Linked DNA regions of Sus scrofa: regions 1, 2, 3 and 4 are each linked to region 5. A link is a contact called in public Hi-C, HiChIP or PLAC-seq and promoter capture Hi-C data. All regions are on one chromosome and are shown on one strand. The core of a region is the stretch at or near the end of the contact, and the rest is flanking DNA. Distances in the headings are between cores, read along the strand shown.

The links. Promoter capture Hi-C pulls out the DNA fragments that hold promoters and counts their contacts. A called contact is a pair of places that touch in the nucleus more often than the background predicts. HiChIP or PLAC-seq counts read pairs in DNA pulled down with a chosen protein or histone mark.
Region 1: a contact with region 5 is called in a Hi-C map of embryonic fibroblasts, with 7 times the contacts expected there. The contact joins the enhancer-like site here to the promoter of NFIL3 in region 5. A contact is called at or near these places in 2 of 5 promoter capture datasets (fetal liver and liver), 19 of 47 Hi-C or Micro-C datasets (adipose tissue, alveolar macrophages, blood and 12 more) and 2 of 2 datasets of contacts at active chromatin or transcription factors (alveolar macrophages and skeletal muscle).
Region 2: a contact with region 5 is called in a promoter capture Hi-C map of liver, with 7 times the contacts expected there. The contact joins the enhancer-like site here to the promoter of NFIL3 in region 5. A contact is called at or near these places in 3 of 5 promoter capture datasets (fetal liver and liver), 8 of 47 Hi-C or Micro-C datasets (blood, embryonic fibroblasts, fetal liver and 3 more) and 2 of 2 datasets of contacts at active chromatin or transcription factors (alveolar macrophages and skeletal muscle).
Region 3: a contact with region 5 is called in an H3K27ac HiChIP or PLAC-seq map of skeletal muscle. The contact joins the enhancer-like site here to the promoter of NFIL3 in region 5. A contact is called at or near these places in 1 of 5 promoter capture datasets (liver), 6 of 47 Hi-C or Micro-C datasets (heart right ventricle, liver and skeletal muscle) and 2 of 2 datasets of contacts at active chromatin or transcription factors (alveolar macrophages and skeletal muscle).
Region 4: an H3K27ac HiChIP or PLAC-seq map of alveolar macrophages shows a contact between it and region 5. The contact joins the enhancer-like site here to the promoter of NFIL3 in region 5. A contact is called at or near these places in 3 of 5 promoter capture datasets (fetal liver and liver), 17 of 47 Hi-C or Micro-C datasets (adipocytes, alveolar macrophages, blood and 10 more) and 2 of 2 datasets of contacts at active chromatin or transcription factors (alveolar macrophages and skeletal muscle).

Annotation. Positions count from the first base shown.
Region 1 is chr14:2,790,041-2,794,559 of Sscrofa11.1, forward strand. No RefSeq gene overlaps it. Among named protein-coding and RNA genes, the nearest start is that of NFIL3, 190 kb to the left of the region's middle. Within about 2 kb of position 2,236, at least 13 of the 83 cell types and tissues checked have an H3K27ac peak or open chromatin away from gene starts, as enhancers often do. A contact at or near this core is called in adipose tissue, alveolar macrophages, embryonic fibroblasts and 3 more, where this site is marked.
Region 2 is chr14:2,403,432-2,407,791 of Sscrofa11.1, forward strand. It overlaps AUH (methylglutaconyl-CoA hydratase, mitochondrial), which reads right to left. Exons shown (of 8, transcript XM_013990241.2): 6 at 1,627-1,677; 7 at 531-578. Among named protein-coding and RNA genes, the nearest start is that of AUH, 140 kb to the right of the region's middle. Within about 2 kb of position 1,905, at least 14 of the 83 cell types and tissues checked have an H3K27ac peak or open chromatin away from gene starts, as enhancers often do. A contact at or near this core is called in embryonic fibroblasts, fetal liver and liver, where this site is marked.
Region 3 is chr14:2,462,341-2,466,653 of Sscrofa11.1, forward strand. All of the region lies in intron 4 of AUH (methylglutaconyl-CoA hydratase, mitochondrial), which reads right to left. Among named protein-coding and RNA genes, the nearest start is that of AUH, 82 kb to the right of the region's middle. Within about 2 kb of position 1,446, at least 4 of the 83 cell types and tissues checked have an H3K27ac peak or open chromatin away from gene starts, as enhancers often do. A contact at or near this core is called in liver and skeletal muscle, where this site is marked.
Region 4 is chr14:2,384,902-2,389,256 of Sscrofa11.1, forward strand. No RefSeq gene overlaps it. Among named protein-coding and RNA genes, the nearest start is that of AUH, 160 kb to the right of the region's middle. Within about 2 kb of position 1,355, at least 32 of the 83 cell types and tissues checked have an H3K27ac peak or open chromatin away from gene starts, as enhancers often do. A contact at or near this core is called in alveolar macrophages, fetal liver, liver and 4 more, where this site is marked.
Region 5 is chr14:2,602,359-2,606,384 of Sscrofa11.1, forward strand. NFIL3 (nuclear factor interleukin-3-regulated protein) reads right to left here and starts at 1,416. Exons shown (of 2, transcript XM_001928870.6): 1 at 1,284-1,416.

The DNA.
Region 1 (4,519 bases), core at 986-3,485, 190 kb after region 5:
TTTAATGCTAACTCCACAAGGTCATGTAGACTCTTTTCTTTTTCTTTTTTTTTTTTCTTTTTTCTTTTTTTGTCTTTTTGCCATTTTTTGAGCAGCTCCCGCGGCATATGGAGGTTCCCAGGCTAGGGGTCCAATTGGAGCTGTAGCCACCGGCCTACGCCAGAGCCACAGCAACGCGGGATCCGAGCCGCGTCTGTGACCTACACCACAGCTCGCAGCAACACTGGATCCTTAACCCACTGAGCAAGGCCAGGGATCAAACCCACAACCCCAGGGTTCCTAGTCGGATTCGTTAACCACTGGGCCACGACAGGAACTCCTCTCTTTTTTTTTTTTTGTTTTTTTTTGGTTATAGTTGATGTACAATGGTCTGTCGATTTCTGCTGTACAGCAAAGTACCCAGTTATTCGTGTACGTACATTTGTGTGGGCTCTTTAGTACCTAAGTGCCAAGTAACGCATGGCCTCACATGAGAGTGTTTAGAAATCTGAGGGCAACACATCAGGCCCAGATGCTTGATGAAGATTTTGTGGTCAGAGGCCTTTCCCTTCACACCTAGCAAGTTAATCATAAAGGTCTTCTGCCCCAATCCAGATGAGAACTCATGGTTGTATTACAACTAAAATCAGTATAATTCGATTCCTAGTGTTTGTCTCATGATTTTCCTAGGACCTCTGTTCACTCTGGCAAGCATATGGATTTAATGAAAAAGAGACTTCATCTCCTGGTAAATTTCTAAATGTCCTAGAACTGACTAATTGTAGTCATGTGAGGCCAAAAGAGGGAGTGGCCGGCTTTAGCTTTCCCGGCAGCCCAAACAACTTACCAAATTGGATGAATTAGGACAGGCAGTCCCTCTCTCTTTAGCTTTGTAGGAAAGGCCTGTCTTTGGCTTTTTTCTCCTACTATAGAGCCCCTAGCCATGAAGCCTTACAGAAACCAGACTTCAGATCTGTTTTGCCTAGACTTGGTATAAACTACAGAAACTTACATTTCAATTCCTATTGGCTTAAGTCGGATACCAATTTATCTATAGGGTTAGTTTTTTGTTTTGTTTTGTTTTTCTGTTTGTTTGTTTAGGGCTACACCTGTGGCATATGGAAGTTCCCAGCCTACGGGCTGAATAGGAATTTCACCTGCCGGCCACCGCCACATTCACAGCAACCTCAGATCTACCACCTACACCACAGCTCATGGCAATGCTGGATCCTTAACCCACTGAGCAGGGCCAGGGATCAAACCCGTGTCCTATGGATACTAGTCGGGTTTGTTACCACTGAGCCACAATGGGAACTCTTAATAGGGTTAGTTCTTTGCAATGGCATAGAAATGACTTAAAATGGCAGGGACCCCCATGACACCTTCCGCCACCTGCCTCTTCATACCCTTCTCCTTCACCACCTAGTTCCCCAAGGGTGCAAGCACCCACTACTAATCCCTGCCCACCTTTCTTCCACATCAGGGGGGATGAGACAACAGATATGAACATCTATGCCAGGGGGCCGCACAGTTCCTTAGACTGCACTGTCCAAAACGAGCTTTGAGCTCACATCTGCTGCCGTGTGTTTTCCTCTTGTTGACCATACAAAGGAAATAAGCCGTAACAACAAAAGTTACCCTAGGGGCGTCTCTGTCCCCCTTCTTTCCTTCCAGTGCTTGTGTCGGAGACAAGGCCTGTCTAGCACCCAGGTGGGAGCAGCCTCGGGTGTTAAATCAACCCCCAATCCTTCCCTTTTTCAGAATGTTTTGCTCTCTGGATCCGTTTTCTCTTCTTTGTGAGAGGCATAATAAAAGTACCTCCCTCCTAAGGATGTTATGAAACTAATGAGGCAAGGTAAGTCATTTAAAGTCACAGAGTAAGTACTTCTCAAGTGCGAAATCCCATCCCAGTTACCTTCATTTACTGGGAAAATAGCAGATTTGTTATAAGAGAGAGAGAGAAAGAAAGAAAGAAAAAAAAAAAAAAAAAGGCTTTCAGCTTTTCCTATTTCCCTAGGGGTTGGCACAGAGGTTTCTAAATCGCTATTAGAAATTAAGTATGGGCAAGCACTTCTCTTCACACTAAATAATTCACAGATGAAGAATCGGCCGTAATGAGACCACCCATCTGTATTAATAGTGAGAAAATAAGCTCTCCAAAGAGCCAAAGATGCCAGGAGTAAATACAGGCATTTGTAAGGAGTAGAGGAAAACCAGACAGTTGACAAGAACTCAAGCGCCACCTACAGTCCATAGAGGGAAGCGCATCTGACAGAAGAAGCCAGAAAGGCAAAGAGACCTCAGGTCTCGCTTAGCTTCACAAACTGAAATTCCTGCAGAGGGAAGCAATCAGTATAAAGAGAATCTCAGTCATTTTACTAAAATTTTAGACGGATAGGTGGTATACAGATAGATGGTAGATAGACTGATAGAGAATAGATAGATGATAGATGTATGTGTGCATATGTGTGTGTGTGTGTGTGTGTGTGTTTTAAAATATGTTTTTAGTAGAGAAGACCTGCCCCCAGCACTGCCACTCAATCTCTGTCCAACCTTGGGCAGCAATTAAACTCTCCAGGGCATCAGCATCAGCTTCCCCACTTGTAAAATGAAGGTGACACCACTTGTTTAACAAGGCTATTTGAATGATTCAGGGAGATGACGTAGACAAAATACTTACAACAGAGACTGAGACAGAGAATGAGGTAACAATAAAAAGAATATGCTGATAAACGTTTGTTCATTTGCTTAGTTACTCAACAAATATGCACTGAGCGTGCCGTGTGCCAGGCCCTCGCTGGCAAGAGCCAGCCTCTCCCTCTTCAAGCTCTCGGCTTGTGTTCTGACTTTGAGAGCACATAGAATGCAAGCAAAAAAAGTAGAAATGCTATATGTTTTAGAACCACTTTTAAGCTGGGAGAGAGTTAATATAAACATTCTCATACCTCTTATCTGGAGAAACACAAACTCAGTGGAATTGGTTGGAACATTCCAGCCAACTTAGGCATTAGCCAGAGAAGAGACTTCTAGGAAGAATCTGTAAGTTATGTATTAGTTTTCTTTTCTTTTTTTTTTTTTCTTTTGACTTTCCTGGATCCTTTAAAACTCTATTTTCTCCCAAGTACCTCTTATTTTAAATTCCTATTACACATTTTCACTGCCTTCTCCTCACCACCCACATCAAAGTCAAATATCTCTTTTTCACTGCTGTTCCTTTGTTCCTGCCTACGTCATTCCACTCCTTCCTGCTACCTGCTTTTCTATGTCTCCTTTCATTTTATTTTTTTTTAATTTTTTATTAAAGTATAATTGATTTACAACGTTGTGTCAATTTCTGCTGTACAGCAAAGTGACCCAGTCACATATATACATGTACATTCTTCTTCTCATATTATCTTCCATCATGTTCTATCCCAAGAGATAGGATATAGTTCCCTGTGCTATACTGTAGGAGTGTAGTCATTTTCTAATGCTACCTTGCAACTACCGGCTAACTACATGGCAGCTTAAGACAGCACACACTTATTTTATCACAGTTTTCTCTGGGCCCAGAGTCCAGGTGCTCTGAACTGAGCCCTTGCCTAGAGTCACCAGCTATAGTCAAGATGTCGACCTGGGACAAGTTCTCATCAAATGCTTGATTGGGGAAGCTTCCTTGGGCTGTTGGCAGGCTTTACTTCCTTGCTGTTGTAGGATTCATGGACGCTCACTCCTCAAAGCCAGCCGGGGAGCAAGGGACTAGAGCAAGTCTGCAAGCACCAGATTCTTCCGCAGGTACCATCCTCACAGAGTGACATCCCACCATCTTGGCCAGATTTCATCAGCTGAAGTGAGCCTGAGGTCCTGGCCACCCTCAGAGAGAGGGGATCACACAGAGGTGTGCACACCAGGAGGTGGGATCGTGGGGGGAGGGGCGCTCAGACTGTCCCCCTGCGTGGTCATGATGTCTCATTCCCACATGTATAAAGTAACGAAAGGAAAAATGGCAATTATTTCTCCAGCACACCTTATTTCAGAAAATAGGAGTAGAACTAATCTGTGAAGTGCTGTAGATTTGATCACAGTGATTCCCCCATGTCAATTCTGAAGGCTGGGTACACGGCTCAACAATTCAGAAGTTGGGGCACACTGGGGTACATGGACTTGCTGTATAGCCACAGAGAACTCTATGCAATATTCTGTGATAATCTATGCGGGGCAAGAATCTGAAAAAGAATGGATGTGTGTACATGTCACTGAATCACTTTGTCGTACAGCAGAAAAGATCAGGTGTAATTACTATGTGCAAGGATAGAAATGAGACTGATGCTCTGGGTGCTCATAGCCCTTACATCTGCCCTGACTCATGATGGGAGGAGAAGTCTTTAAAATGCCGTACTGAGGGCCGTGCTGGGCATCGCAGGAATAATGGCTTCATCTTCACTCCACTGTCTCTAGCAATTCCATTCTACATTCCAGATTTGAAGCCCCTGCCCAGCAAAGCCTAGAAGTCACCCAGCAAAGCCTAGAAGTCACCCAGCTGCCATCTACTCTAGCCAGG
Region 2 (4,360 bases), core at 655-3,154, 200 kb before region 5:
TCATTAAAAATAGGACAGGAAGAACAGAGGTAGGAAGAAAGATCTGTTCCTCTATAAAAAACCCTGTCATGTTGTGTACAAAAAAAGAAACCTATACACAGAATTGAATTAGTGAACTTTCAGTAGGTAGAAAGAAAAGCTCAGAATGTCAGGAAAAGCCAGTGAGTCTCAAACACTGGTGTTTCCTGGAGGCACACGCTCAGTGCTGCCTTCTTCCCACCTCTCGACACTGGACTGAGGGTTTCAGACCATACCCACAAAATACTACATGAGCTAGAGAGACAGCTAGAGCACAAATGGTACTAACTTAACTATTCTCGGAGTTTTCTAAATTACATAGAGAAGAGTCATTAGAATGTGGAACAGAATCAGTTGTATGAGCGGGTAATGGTCAAATAGCAGAAACAAGTAATTTCATTTGTCTGATTCCGTAACTGGCATGAGTCTAATCTGCTCAGTGACATAGAAATTACTTCACTTGTACAGAAGGTAAGGGGTATCCTCAATGAATCCATGATTGTATTACATACCTGAGCATAACAAGCTTCTTCTATGGCTAATCCTGTTACTAAATCAACCTGAGGATAAAAATATAATTCATTTCAGCAAGAGCATGGTATAGGTAATATGGTATAGGTAATAGAAATATAAACCGAAATTTAATAACCTTATTCCAAAAGAACAGAATGCTTTGATGTAATACAGCAAGTCAGACGTATGACCAGCTTGAGAAGCTCTAGAACCAGGCTGCCTGGGTTCAAATTCTGATGCTACCACGTGGGAGCTGTGTAACCTGGTTACCCAGGTTATTTAACCTCTCTTGCCTCAGAGAGGTATACCCAAACAAGGGGCTCATTATAGTAGCTACCAAATTGGGTTACTAGGAGGCTCAAATGACTTAATGTAGGTGAAGTCTTTACAAAGTACATAAGATATATAGATATAGATATACACACACACATAAGATGTATATATATACACCCTCATGTAAGGTTTTTGCTATTAGCAAGGGATTTATTGCTAACAAATTCAATCACTTTCAACTGCTCTCAAGACAAGGAAGATATAGTGGCCTCTGGGTCTGCAAGGAAGAGGTAGTTTTCTTCAAAATTCCCATAATTTATCCAACAAACAACTGCTGTAATGAAAAGCCCAATGTAAACAGGTACCTGCACTGCTCCTTGGCCCTGCCTACTTCTCCCCTGGCCTGGGGCCTCCACTCCTTTGGAGCCATCTCTCCAGGGTGACCCCACAGCCCCTTGCAGGGTTTATGTGTGTCTATTTTTCTTATAATCAGATACTGGTGCTGAGAATACACAGAATGCCCTTTTCTTTTGGTTTTCTATGAACTACTAGCCAGCAAATCTGTCTATTAACTCAATGGCAAAAACAACAAGCATATACTGCAGGGCATCAGTGAAACTACTGAATTCTGTGATTATGATACCGAATCAACAAAAGCTAGAAGCAGAATGAAATCACTGTTGTAGCTAAAAAGAACCTCAGTAGCTTTCAGTAACAGTAGCTGTGAAAGAGCTATCATTTAGAACATTAAAAAATAATGGTTCATTTAAGTTAAATCTATACTACCTACTCCAAAAAAGAACTCAAGCTTAAGGTACTCACCTCCATCCCTTGATTAATTGCTAATTTTGCCACTCTTATTGCAACAGGTCCCTAAAATTCAAATTAAAGAAACATATTTTAGTTATTATTTATGCAAACCATGTTGCATATCTCAGTAAAATTCAGAAACTCCCTTTGCTGGATTCATGGCATAGAAGTGACAATGGTTTTAAGACAGTGGATGGAAAACATATTTTAGGGCTCTTACAAGGTCTTAACTAAACAGCAACTCTAACAACCTATTGCATCAGCAGCAGGCTATGCAGATTCCACAGCACAGTGTATATACTTGGGGCGCAGCAGGTGCTGTGTGTCCAGCAGAGGGCTTTGTGTTGTTCAGCAAACCTCCCTGCAAGTTACGTAGGAAAAAGAAAAGGAGCTAGAGTGTTTGACACAAGAACACACCCACCAGTGGTGTGATGGAAACTTGGGCTGGAAATGAGGCTGACACTATTGATTAACATGGGGTTCAGGACAGACAACAGGTCCTACTGTACAGCACAGGGAACTATATATCCACTTTCCTGGGATAAACCATAATGGAAAGGAATTATTTTAAAAAGAGTGTATGTATATATGTGTATAACTAAGTCATTTTGCTGTATGGCAGAAATTAGTATAACACTGTAAATCAACTATACTTTAATAAAAAAAAAAAAAAAAAAACCACAAAACTACACAACACAACACACACGAAAACCAACAAAATAAACAGAAAAACCCCATGGAGGACAGATATCTGTTCCAGGCGGTGGATCTGTATCTTTCTTCCATGAGCGCTGCTAACTAACCACGATGATGATACATTAGTAAAGAAGTGTCCTCCAGGCAGTGCTTCCACATCACACAAAAGCTAGAAGTCCACAAACCTCCTTCAGGATATGTGAGGGCACAGAGGAAAGGACTGGGAGGCCTCCGTGAGAAAGAAAACATTACAGAAAACCACAATCCCTCAGATGGAATGTGGTTACTTGATCACATCTTAAATTCCTAAATATTGTTTATGAGTGTGAATTAGAATTGAATGGCATATTTTAAAGCATCTTTTGGGAGTTCCCTGGTGGTTCAGTGGGTTAAGGATCTGGTATTGTCACTGCCATGGCTCTGGTTACTGCTCTGGAGTGGGTTTGATCCCTGGCCTGGGGGATTTCCATGTGCCGAGAGCTCGGCAAAAAAAAAAAAAAGGAAAAAAAAAAAAAGGTGCATTTTTAAAAAATTAAAATACAAGAGGCTCTAAATAAAAGGCAAAACAAAGGACTCTAATAAGTGAATGCAAAGCGCACTTGGACATGAAAAATGCCATTTTCCCCTATCTAGGGGTTTTCAGTTACCTGAGATATTTAGGCAAGTATCTCAACTAGAATTCTTCCAAATGAGATCTGTATATATGGTACACATACTAGTCTTTTATTTTTAAGATTATTAATTCTTTTTTTTTTTTTAACAGAGTGCTCCTCTCAATAAGAATCTTAGCCATTCACTTTTATCAGACAAGGAAGGTGCTGGTCAAACTTCCCTATGCACACACAAATCCCCAAACCCGTTGTTAAAATGGAGATGCAGGTTCAGGGATCTGGAATGGCCTGGGGACTCCGCACGTCTAAGCTGCTCTCAGAGGCTGCCTGAACTGCTAGTCCACAGATTACACTTTGGGCGACAAGGCTTAGAACACTGAAGAAACAGGAAAATACAAATACTACTACGCATAATGCTTAATTAATTAGCTTCCCTTTCAAAATATAAAGCCAGTGCCTTTTCCATATATACAAACCTTTTTTTCTCAGACGGAAAAATGGAAGTAACGAATAATTCAGAAGTCACCTAGAAACTAATTTTATAGAAGCTTCCTAAGTATTTGGAAGAGTCATCATTCAGTCACAAAGTCTGGAAAAACAGACCATCCCAGCGTCACCAATTCTGTTTTGTAATTTTTGCATGTACTTTCACAGTTACACATTTTCCGAAGTCATCTGACATCTCCAGTCACCTGGGGAAAAATTATTTTTAGCAATTACTGTTCTCAGAGGCGTGTCCTTCAGACGACAGGGACGATGACGTCAGCCTGATTTGCACCGTGGCAGGGTGCAGCTGGATGTCCGATGGGAGGGGAGGAGGTAGCTCTCAGGCGGGGTGAGCTGTGGGCAGTGCTGGCACTGATGACACCGTGCTCACAGGGGAAAGAACCAGTTTGCAGGAGTGAGATAAGGAATCTGAACCACAGAGACGACAGCGGGCAAATGAGCCTCCAGGGTGGGGCTCTGGGACAGGGAGCTGAACACTCGTGTTCAAAGACCACGAAAGGTGGAGAATCTCAGAACTGGAATTGTGCCGCAATCCTTCCAAAACACACCTCTTTATTTCAGTCGAGACATGCGTTGGTCATAAAGTTTTAAGCTGAAGGAAGTCACTAAACCTGCATGTAGTTAAACTATTACCTCTCCTGACGTATCTTTAATCTCTCTCTAGGTAGATATGGCCTTAATATTCTGAAAAAATAGTAACACCAAAGTTACCATGAAAGCTTTTTTTTCTCTTCTTAAAAGTAGTAAAAGTCTTTTCTATTTGCGTTCTCTCTCCATCAATTCAGCATTAAGGCTCTGTGTTACCACATATGGGGGATAAATTACATAAGGACCCTTACAGCTCGTACTTTAACTGAGAGGAACTGGAGGAGCATCAACACCGGGAAGTGTGGTTTTAGAAACCAACTCCAATGTGAGGCTCCATCTGACTG
Region 3 (4,313 bases), core at 196-2,695, 140 kb before region 5:
GCATAGGTCAGGCGCAGCTCGGATCTGGCATTGCTATGGATGTGGTCGACAGCTACAGTTCCTATTTGACCCCTAGCCTGGGAACTTCCATATGCCATAGGTGTGGGCCTAAGGAGAAAAAAAAAAAAGTGAAATAAATAAATAACTTAAATCCATACTAAATAAACCTATGTAAATTAACACTAATGATAAGATGAAAATGAACTTTATATAATGCAGAGAAGAAAAACATCTAGTAAACAGACAAATATATGAAACTGAAGCACCGAAAATACGCCCAAATCCACAAAACTGCCTTACCAAGCTTTACGCTTTAATTCTACAGTTTGGAAAAGCTGCTGTTCAATTAAGCTAGGCTATGTGGAAAACCCCATTGGAATACACTTCCTGAGCAAGGCAAATGACGCTATGCCCAAGACTTGCCCTTCTGGCAGAATTGAAGAGGAGCAGGTACCCCTAACCACACAGAATAGAGGGACAATCTGCTAAGCAAGGAAGGGGCAAAAGGAGCGAGAGAAAAAAAGACCTTTCTTTATAAACACAAACAGCTTAGGCAGGATACTGATGATGAGAAACTAAACCACTACACATATTGAGTCCTCATTACCTACCAGAATACCTTTAAAGTGCATGTCCGTTTATTCCTTTCACCCCATAATACCATTATAAAATACTCATGATGACTATCACACTTTATGGATTGGGAGATGAAAGCACAGAGAGGCAAGTCACTTTCCCAAGGCCCCTGAGTGAGGATTCCGTCCATTCCAGGGTCCACATGCAATGAGGTTACCAGTTTTATGGTAGTTCACATATTTTATCAATGTCTTTCTAAAACACTGAACTGATGCATAACTGATTTCGAAGTAGCTCATTTAAAATATCAGGTATTTTAGGACCTACAGACAATTAGGTGCTACAGATAATTACAGAAGAGTCCTATGGTTACTCCCTGTTTTTCAAGTATTTGCTTCTGGCTAATGAATGGAGCAGGGAACCCAATCAAGTTTAAAGTTGGCCACAGAAAAACAGAATTCAAAAATACATGTATTAGGTGAGTTTTCTCGACCACATGAGCCAGATGCCAGGCCAGGATGCAAATTGTACCATGGCGTCAGGTAAAAGTCTGCTTAATAAAATATCCCCTTGCTTTTCATAAGATATCAACGTCAACAAGTCAAATCTTCAAGCTGAACAGAAACCTCATAATTTATCATCTAACAGGGTGACTATGACCATTTCCAGACGCTTCCTCTTCCTCTGAAATGCTCATGACCAAGTGTAACCACTAACAGGTCAAGAAATAAATTAATTCCAGGGCACTGGAAATTATGTTCATGAAATGAAAAGTGGCCTTGCTGACATTGCATCACTATTTCTAGACAGTGCACTTGAACATCAAATAAATCTCACATCATGGAGACATGTCAAAAGCCAGTGACCTACTTTCATTAGGGTGGGAAAGGAATAGCAATCTGTCCTTTGAGACTAGGACCAAAATAGCTTCCCTAAAGCACTCCTTCATGCTTTTTAAAAGTTTTAAATAATCTTTTATGCAAAGGAAAAATAATAGCTAGAACCAGTATCAAATGTGAATTTTCTTTATGTATCCTAGTAAGTTAATTGTAGCTCTCATAATGCTATCAATATTTTCAAAGCTTGGAAAAAAATAAGAATCAGTAAAATTAAATAAGAAATTGTTTTCAATACCTAATAATTTCCTAATATAGGCAACCATACCACACCAGCAGACCAAGATTATTTCTGAGAAACTCCATAAAGATAACTGGCTGACTTCGCCAATGTCACATCCAAAAAAAAATTGCAAGTAATAAAACACAAAACTTTTAAAAAAGAAGTATCTTATAAATATACACAAAAATATAGGGAAATATTGAACCTACGCACAGTACCATAGAAACAAAATCTGGCACAATATATAGTGGCAAAAAGCAAAAACAATTCACTTCAAGAAGAGCTGAGCAAGAAGTAAGTCTAAAAGACACTGGGCCTATTAAACTTATTTATATGGGATTTCTTACTGAAATAAATAATGTGAAAAATAGAATAAAATTATCTCTTAGAAAAGTTCCTACAAACCGTATATGTCTACAAGATACATAAACACGTATAACAAACCAACTCAAAGGCAGAAAATAAAAGGCTGGGTAAGACACATCAGGCAAACGATGTTCAAATGAATTAGGGTTCAACATACCACAATAAGGTCAAAGAGAATTCATGGCAAAAACATGTCATGGGAAAATAGGAGTATGTGCTATGTCACCCTGATGAAATGGTATAAACCGTAATGAGACACATGACATCTCCAGGCACCAAAAAAACATGGAATTGAAATGTTTATACAGTTAACCCTTGAACAATAGAGGTTGAACTGTGTAAGCCCACTTACATGGGGATTTTCTTCAGTAAATGTGTACTACAGTATTACGTGATCCTTGGTTGGCTGAATCTGCAGATATGGAACCTGCATATAACTATAAAGTTACACACACATTTCCCACGGCCTGGGGGGTTGGCACCACTAACCCCTGGTAGTTCAAGGGCCAGGTATACAAGAAAACTTGAGAGTAAAACAAGAAATTGACAGGAAATACAGTATCAATGGGTACTTTAACCTACCTCTCTTCACTCTGACAGCTCAAATACACAAAAACTGGAAAAGAACATAATAAATAAAATGTATTTTGTAAACTGTATCTAAACCCTACAAACGAAATGGGTGCTTTCTTTTCAACGGCTGTGGAATACATATAACAACACTGGCCAATACAACTGTTATATAAAATGAAGCTGCAATCACTTCCCAAAAAAGTAGCGCTATAGAAAACATTATCTGAACATGTAGTAATGCAGCTAGAAATCACACTAAAAATAACTTGGAAACTTAAAAAACCAAGCAAACAGAAATACACCCTAAAACCCTACTCTAAGATTAAAATTAAATAAAAATAACATGCAAAGCTAGAAAATATCTAAGTGTTACATTAAAATGAACAGTAGACAGCCAAAGTTAGCTTTAAAATACAAACATTTTCATCATTAAGAATGAAGACAGGAGTTCCTGTCGTGGCTCAGTGGTTAACAAATCCAACTACGAACCATGAGGTTGCAGGTTTGATCCCTGGCCTCGCTCAGTGGGTTAAGGATCCGGTATTGCTGTGAGCTGTGGCTTAGGTTCACAGACCTGGCTTGGATCCCATGTTGCTGTGGCTCTGGCGTACGCTGGCAGCTACAGCTCCAATTAGACCCCTAGCCTGGGAACCTCCATATGCCACGGGTTTGGCCCTGTAAAAGACAATAAGAAAAAAAAAAAAAAGAATGACGACAAACCAAGTAAATATCTGAATTTTTAAAAAAGAGCAATGAAAACACTGAGACAAAGAAAAAGTAGAATTAATTATCACAAGAGCAATTAGGACAAAAATTTGAAAAGAGAAAAATAGTTAAGGGGGAAAAAACAAAACAAACCCACCATAAACCTAAGAGCTGGTTCTGTGGAAAAGCAAGTAGGGAGAAAGAGAAGAAAACAAAAATATGAATTAAGGTTTTAATAAAGAGAAACACCCAAGAATGAAAAGAAATAAAAAGAATTATAAGAAAACATGATATACAGGTCTATACCCATACATTTGAAAATCTAGGTAACTATAGTGCCCAAGAAGTGTCAATTATTAAAAGCGAATTTTAAAATGACAAAATGCATCAGGACACAAAAGTAAAATTAATACAAAATTTCAAGGGTGTTATTTAACCCCAGTATTATTTCAAGTATCCCAGACAGCAGATAATAAAGCTTCCAGGTCATTTTTAAGATGCTTCTATTTAACTGCTACCAAAATCTTACAAGACAACATATGAAGGAAAACTTCAAACTAATCTCTTCTATAAAATTGGATGCAAAATACCATTCCAATATAGATATATAGAATCCAGAAATATCACTAAGCATGAAAGGTTACTATATTATTACCAGAGTAGTTCATTCCAAGAAAGCTAGACTCTTTCAATAACAGAAAATCTAATTCAAGTATCAAAAAATTCAACACTATCAATATGTCAAAATACTTCCTTTATAGGATTCTGGATGTAGGATAGGATTCAGAGGAAAGGCCAAGAAAACACTTTATGGTGGTATGAAATACCACAGGGGTTTTTTTTGCTTTTTTTTTTACACTAAAGTTGTAAGACAAGAAGGAGAGACACCTAAAATGTACTATTAAATCAAAAAATTCCAAGTCTGAGAACAGAATGTATAATATAATCGTGTTTTTAGGAAAAAAAATATACAT
Region 4 (4,355 bases), core at 105-2,604, 220 kb before region 5:
CCAGCAAGGCCGAGTAGAGACCTCTCTTGGGAGGTTTTTTGGTTTTGTTTTGTTTTTGCTTTTTAGGGCCTCATCTGCGGCATATGGAGGTTCCCGGGCAAGGGGTTGAATCAGAGCTGTAGCTGCCGGCCTACACCACAGCCACAGCAACGCCAGATCCAAGCCTCATCTCAGCGCATGGCACAGCTGGATCCTTAACCCACTGAGCAAGGCCAGGGATTGAACCCTCAACCTCATCGTTCCTAGCTGGATTGTTTCCACTGCGCCATGTCGGGAACTCATTTCTTTTTCTTCCTTCCTTTCTTTCTTTCTTTCTTTCTTTCTTTCTTCCTTCCTTCCTTCCTTCCTTCCTTCCTTCCTTCCTTCCTTCCTTCATTCCTTTCTTTCTTTTCTTTTCTTTCTTTCTTTCTTTTGACTTAGAACTGAGTGAAGTTTCCTATCCTCCCTGGTGCTGAGGCAGGCAGCTGGGATCTGCCATCAGATGAAGCCAGGCCCTAGGATCAGGCTCAGAGGATGAAGCCACATGGCAGAGAACATGTTATGAGAAATGGAGTGTTGTCCCTACAGCCCTGGGCCCCTGGTTCCTGGGGGCCCTGTGAATGCTGCTCCCCTGTCCTGTCAGAGTTCCACACTGAGAGTCACGAAACTCCCTTGTGCCCAAACCGCTTTGGTTGATTTCCTGCCACCCACCCCGAAGAGCCCTAACACACCAAGCATCTCAGACCATCCTCAACTAAGATTTGAAAATCTTGAATAAAATGCAAACCTTTTCAGTTGCAGGCAATCAATAACAACCATCATGGGAACTCTCTAACATGCTTGGGGATGTGAGAGGCAGAGCTCTTTGACCCAAAAATGTTTAATAAAAGTAACATATGTTCAATCTTTAGCTCACAAGATGGGTCATCGCAAAATAGATCTGAGATTTTTCACATCAAATTAGAATATGCAAAGGTAAAATTAAAATGCAATAGCAGAGTGTTCATGCATGAGCCCATCTCATGAAATTCCCGCTCTGAACAAAAATCCCAAGTAGGTTTCTCTATTTTACCCAGTGGCAATAAAAAAGCTGTTAATCATGTACCCATTAAGAAGCTAAAATGCATTTGGTTATTTCTGAAGCACATTATCTTGAAGCTCTGTTTCAATCTTCCATAGTTGTGTGATGAGAGTTATGTCACAAAGTTAATCATTCCCAGGATGCTTGCATTTGGGGAAATGAAAAACCTCTTATGCAAGCAGTCATTAATCAGTCCTATTGCATAATGTGTTTTGAAGCACGTGTCAGGGGATCAGAGCCCACGGCTGCATGATGCAGGGCAGGGTTCTTGCCTCCTATTGCCCTTTGCTGAAGCAGAACTGGAACCACGTGATGTGTGCTTCCTGCCAACAGTCCCTTTTTGCCAACAATTAAGTTGGACGATATGGAGAAACAGAAATTTCAGTTCCTTTGGAGTTCTACAAAGAAGACTCTTTGAAGTCCCTGGTTTCTGGCACAGCGTTGTGGCTGGCTGGGACGTGTTACGCTTGATCATCGTCAAAACTACCCATTAAAACTGAAATCAAAAAGTTTGCTCAAGTGGTTCCTGGCATTTGTGTTAGAAACAATAGGCAGAACCCCACCATCAGATTATTTGATACATAAAAAAAGGAAAAGGTCAAAGACGCCCGAAGCCAAAGACAGACGCATCACACACGAAAACTCAATGCATCATGTTTGATGTTCTTGAGCAATAATGTTAGCAAGAAACTATTACTTAAGCTTGCCAGTGTTATCCAACAAGAACAGTTGCGAAATACCCAAGACAAATAGGCTGTAATTGTTACATGAATAAAGAGTCTGTGTAGCATAAACTGTTTTTGGTAATATCAACACAGACTCCAGTGGAGCGTATCGGTGATTAGCCATGTTCGCAACAATGGCCACTGTGTTTGAGCTCTGAGCGTTGCCATTGCCAGTGGGGGGGGAGGACTCTGGAATATCTACCCATTGTTCTCAACAACACCTTCCCTGAAAACTTCCTCTGAAATGTAACAGGGCCAATGAGACATTCTGGTAACCAACTAGAATCTATCTGGTCCCTTAAGCTATATTGGAAATAATCAATCATCAAACTTCATTCTGATTATTTTCATTTTACTTTTTTCTCTTTTTTCATCTTCCATCACGAGCTGACTCTTACTATATTTGAAATCCTGCCCAAAGATCTGACAAGTTAAAGTTAATAAACTGTTTTGTCGTCATAGTCTTCATGTCCAACAATGGGACATGAATTTAACACCAGGGAAGAAAAATTTGTACTTCTTCTACAACATAAAAGCATTTATAAAGGCTAGGATTTTGATAATTAACTTTTGATTTTTACTTTGGGAACTCAGCATTTATGGATTGATTTGCTTTGAACTATGGCTATGGCGCTCAGTTTAACCCCTGAAATTCTCCACAGACCAAGCCAATCTCATGACCACGCAGGTGCAGCCTCAGCTGGAGCAGGAAATTTCTGTTCCCGGGGTTCCTCTTCAGGGCAATATTTGAAAGATAACACAGCAGTAAACCCTATCTTTTTGACTGCAAATACATTTTACATTTTGATTGCAATTATTTTGTCCTGTAATAATAATAATATATTAATAATATTAATATCAATACTTAATGATTAATATATTATACTGTTCTCTTACTGTGATTCAATTAACATTAGTTTATTTAATAGACATCAGTTCTGATGTACCCAAAGTCAGAAATCTACTCTGAATACCTTATTTATGAATAAGGTAAATGATAGGCAGAGCTGCATTAAAATCAGCTAGGTGAGTAAAACCAGTGGGAATGATGAGGTGAAAAAGCTCCAAAAATCTGCTCCTTTGTATAAGCAATAATGGTCAAAATCAGCATATACAGAACCCTGGAATGCAGCCAAAAGCTTGCAATAATCCAAGGAGCACTTATTCAAGAACAATGACTGAATCTCAGTAAGAACATCAAGCTCCGTGGCTTTTTTAATGGCCATATAGTCAGCCTCCTTTCCAAACTCCTGTACAGCTTGAAAGCCAACAACCTCAAAGCCAAGGTAGTCATGACCCGACTACCACCATGTCTGTGGCCTCCCTGTGGCCCTATTCCTAGAAATTTGTCATTATCAGACCTGTCTGGTAGTTCCTTAGAGAATCAATTAGCGGGGAAAACCCCATTCACAGGGCTTGCCTTTATCTGACCTGACTTAGAACGCCGTCATCATGAGCATATTTTTCCACAGGGTATTTGCAGGAAAAAAAAAAAAAACAGTTGACAATTGCCTAGCATCCAAATTTCCTGAGGCAATGATTCCAGTTGGTGTAAACAAGAAGCTGACCAAAACACTGAAAAAGAGAAAATTGGGAATGAGATGTCCACAGGGGATTATGACAAGCTCTGACATACCTCTAGGAATTTAGAAGGCAATGTGCATTTGCAGGGCTATGTGCACACTCAGGAAAGACCTGAGAAAGACCCAATTATCACCACTTGTTGACCTTGAGTCTCTGCACAAACAGGAAGTACAGACTAAAGAAAGGTTGCCAATTGCCTGACAAAGCATTGATGATATGTCCCAACATGCACGCAGAGCCATTTGGCAAGAGCTAGAGACTTATTGGTACAAAGAATTTAAATACCAGTACAACTATTAGATGACCACTTAACTAACCAAGTAGAGGTTTCAGTGCCACATGCAACAGCAAATACAGAGGAGTTCCCACTGTGGCTCAGTGGGTTAAGGAACCGATATAGTCTCAGCGAGGATGCAGGTTCGAGCCCTGGCCTGGCTCAGGGGGGTAAGGATCTGGCATTGCTGCAAACTGTGGCGTAGGTTGCAGATGCAGCTCCGATTCAACCCCTAGCCTGGGAACTTCCATATGCCATGGGTGCAGCCGTAAAAAAAAAGAAGAGAGGGAAAAATACATAATTATTTCAGGCAAGTCAATAAATAAATAAAAACTATCCTGGGGAGGGGATGCAGGGATATGATTTTCAAAGTTGCATATTTATTATTTTAAAGGTCTATTATTCAACAAAATATTATAACATGCAAAGAAACAAGAAAGTGTGACCAATAAAAGGAAAAGAAACAACCAGCAGGAACTGTCTCTGAAAAAGCAAGACTTGGAACTTATTAGAAAAGATTTTAGGTGAGCTATTTTCAAATATGCACAAAGAATGAAAGAAAAATATGAGGAAATGTCTCACCAAAGAAAATTAATAAAGAGAAATCATTAAAAAAGAACTAAAGTATCATTCTAAAGTCAATAAAATAATAACAAACAAAAAAATTCATGATAGGGTCTCAAGAGCATGTTTGGCATGGCAGAAGAATCAG
Region 5 (4,026 bases), core at 166-2,665:
TGCAATGTATGCAAGGACAAATCCCACAACCTCCCCGAGCGCTGGTAAAACACGCTGACGACAAACAGGGTGGAAAACGTCTGTGCAGACTCAGCCCCGGACACAAACAAACGCAGCGCAGGCATTCTCCGAATGCCGTCACCGTTCACGCTACCAATGCTCTTTCTCAACGAGAAAATCAAGACTATTGCCCATTAGTCAGCCCCCCTCCTCTCCTCCGCCGCCAGCCCCGCAGAAGGCACGAGAAAGGAAAGAGCGCTGCCCTTCCCCAGGAGATGGCTCAGTCTCCCCGGCGCTCTTCTCTACCAAAACATCAATTTTCCTGAAATCAGGAGACATTATGCAACAGTGGCGGGGGGAGCGCAAGCCAGCTCGGACTACGTGCCGGCGCGAGGGCGCTGCAATCAAAGCAGCCACCTTAAGGTGGCGAGTCCCCTCCTGACAAGGCAGCAAAAGTTTATGTAATGAATGCCCCGCGCACACTCGCAGCCGCCGGCCAGTCCCGCGCACAGCCCGGCCCCGCGCGCAGCCCGGTCCGCGCCCAGTGCCCGCCGGCCGCGCGCCCCAGGAGCGGGCGGGGAACGGGGCACCGGGCCCGGGCAGGCGGTGGGCGGAGCGCTTACCGTGTTCCTGCTCTCGGGCCGGCGAGCCGGGGCGACAGGGAGAAAGAGCAGGGAGTCGGGAGCCGAGCTGGAGGCGCTCAGGGATCCGGGTCCGGCCAGGCCTCCGGGACGGCAGGAGCGGCGAGGGCGCGGCGCGGGAGGCGGGCGGCGCGCCGGGTCCGCGGGCGCCGTGGCCGCGCCGGGAGATGTGTGTTAGTAGGTCAGTTCCGAGCGCGGCGCTACGTCGCCGCCCGCCAGCCTAGCCGTGACGGGCGGCCGCGGCCCCAATCGCTGTGCCCGCACCCGCCCCCAGCCCACCGCCAATGGCCGCAGCCGGCGGGGGCGGGCTCTCACAGGCCCCGCCCCCGCCCGCGCCCCCTCCCGGCAGCGCCACCAGCAAGCAGCCCGCGTCCCTTCCCGGCCGCGGCTACTGCCACCGCCCGAGCGCCTGGAGGACCCGCGCCCAGCGCCTCGCGCCCCGCTTCAGGGCTGCACAACGGCCAGCGTGGCCACCTCGACCGGGGCAAGCCTGAGGAGGGGCCCGAGACCCCCTACCTTGCCGTCCCTCTCCCCTCACCGTTGCCTTCACCCTCTCGGTCACCGAGGTACCTAAGCCCAGCGACCCTCGCTCACTCGCAGAGGCGCGTTTTGTTTCCCCGAGCGCTCAGCGAGCCAGGCTACCTGTTGCCGACCGAGTACCAGGCGGAGGGCTGGAGGCTGCCTCGACCCGGGCGTGGCAGGGACCTCCGCCTTCCCCTCTCTAAACGCCGAGAGGACCCCTCCTCCTGGGGGTGGGCGAGAGAGGAGGCCGAGGGTGAGCGCAGGCGAGCGGCCAGAACTCAGGGCCGGCCGCAGAGGGGAGGGAGGCGGGTGGCGGTTCCGAGCCCCGCGGTGCTGCGTTGGCAGCGATTACAATGCCCCGCGCGTCTCCCTTGGGAGCGCGACGGCCGGGAGCGCGGGGGGTGGGGTGGGGGGAGAAAGCGCAACGCACGAACACCGCCCCCTACACAATTAGGGCGAAGATGACGGCTGCAAAGTTGTTGCGTAACACGACTGGGAAACGAAGCTGGCCAAGGTCCATCTGCCCCCTCCCCCGGCCATGCCGAGAGTGGCCGCCCGGAGTGCGGGTCCGCGGGCCGGGTGCGCCCATCCTGTACGCTCGCTGGTGTTTGCTGCTGGCGCTTGAGACAGAGGTTCAGAGTCTCTTGATCTTGAAGTAGAAGCAAGTCGGTCATTTCTGCCTCTAATTGGATGCAATTGTCTTCTTCCCAAATTCCCGGGCTACGTAACAGACGTAAAGAAATGGGGGAAAGGGCACCTCCCGGCGAGTCAGGTCATTGAGCTAAAGACTGTAAAGGCACGTGGCACACACACGGCGCATTTCCTGATAGATAGATAAATCGATAAAAGCGGCAGCGCCTGCCTTTTACGAAGGGAGCCATATTCTTGATAGTGACGCACAGATTGCCCAAATAGGGAATGTGGCAGGTGCGGAAAGACCTCCTGCTCTGCTTGGACTGTGTGGAAGCTGGGCTGAATGCCTTGCATGACTTTCCACTTCTTTTTCTTATGATAAAATATTCTTTAAAAAAGTTGAACTAAACACCAAAATATAGAGTGAACACCTTCCTTTCTCCCAGCTACCCTCACCGAGGTCTATCATCAATAGAAAATCTGCTTGCTAAGTTTGTCTCTTCTATCTTCCTCAGTCTCTTACTGAGGAATTGTAAGTACCCCCAAATGGATGCTTAAACATTCTTATCACATATTAGGTTTTGGAAAGCTTCACGTTTCAAACTATTCTCCAAGGACAATGCTGCTGTTCAGAACACACACATGTTCACGATTCACCTGGTAAGGTGTAGATTTACCAACAAGGCTCTGACAATATAGACCTGCAATATGGGTTTTAGCATCTTCCCCAAATGCACCTTTCCAAGTGCTCACCAATTCAAGAAGCACATCTGTGTGTGGCTTCTGAGTCAGTCACCTGTATTAGATATTTATTCCAAAGAACTGACTCCATTGATGAAAATGAATCCTGATTTTGGTTTATATTCTCCACTTTTCTCACTTGCAATAATACATTTCCTCCTCATCCTCAGTCCTCACAATGCCCATTATAGCTTTGAAAAACCACTTTTAGATGAAATGAAAACCATATGCATGTCAGTTACCTTTACAGGGTTAGAAATGGAGCTAATTCATAGAAATCCAGAGCCCCCCAGAGCACATCTACAACATATTCTCCCACATTGTTCTGTTTTTTTTTTTTAAATAATTTCACAGAATCCAAAGCTGTCATAGAACAGGCAGAAAATAGTTTTATGGAAAATAGTTTTATAGAAAAAGAACTTGAAATTCAAGAAAGGTAGGTAACAGGCTTGAAGTCACCTCAGTTGGTAATAGCGGAGAAACTCTCTGAACCTGGAATCTGTTTTTTATGCTGAATTTTGAAGCCTGACACGCCTCTAATTACTTGAGGGTATTCTGGATTGTGCTTGTATCATATTATTGCATCATTTTTAATCACCATCTTACTTGGAAATCAGATGAAGTGTAAAAGATATCTGTGATACCAGCTTAGAAAATAACTCTTTAGCTCCTCCTGGTGATTAGGAAACCACTACACAGTGCAATGAACGAACGATCTGTCCCCATGACTCAAGAGGTGCTATGTCCAATATTATATCCTAGAACATTTACAGAATAGACAAGCACTGGCAGATTAACCAGAGGAAATGGAGCATAAAACCTAAAGCACTGGAAACAAATTCCAGGGAGACATCAACATGGGCCTGGTTGTACAGTAGGGCTGTGACCAGGTTCCTGCAAGGAGAAGGATGAAGAGGGATTTGATTGAAGGAAGAAGGTCAAAACCTCCTTCCCCTCTCTCCCTCTCAATGCTGGGGGAGAAGGGGGATGAAGGAGAAGAAAGCAAGGACTGCAATGAGAACTACTGGCAGAACTCACTCAACTACATTCAGCCTCATCTGATCACATTATCAACGTGCTTTCTGATTAAGCGAATAGAACAGCAAAAAATTGAGAGCAGAATGACTAAGAATGTGGCCTCGCCTTACTGAGCTGGGAAGCACCCTACAACTGCAAATGTTTCAAGTGAGAAAATACCTAAAAGGATGGATGTATCCAGAAGTTTTTACCCTGGGCCTCTTTAGGCAGAGGTAGCTGCAAACTGGGGTATCTAATGGGAATTCGGATTAGCTGCACTTGGACCACGGCAGAGCAGCTGCCTCTTCTAAAGAAGATGGAGGCTTGACAGTCTGCCCTCTGATGGAAGAAATATATAGAGATTGCACCCTCCCCCCCGCCCCCGGAAGAGAGGCATCAGGCCTCATCAGGCAGCTGAAAGGCAGGCTCCCTACTTAGCGACCCAGAATGGACCACTCCACTTTATGGATTC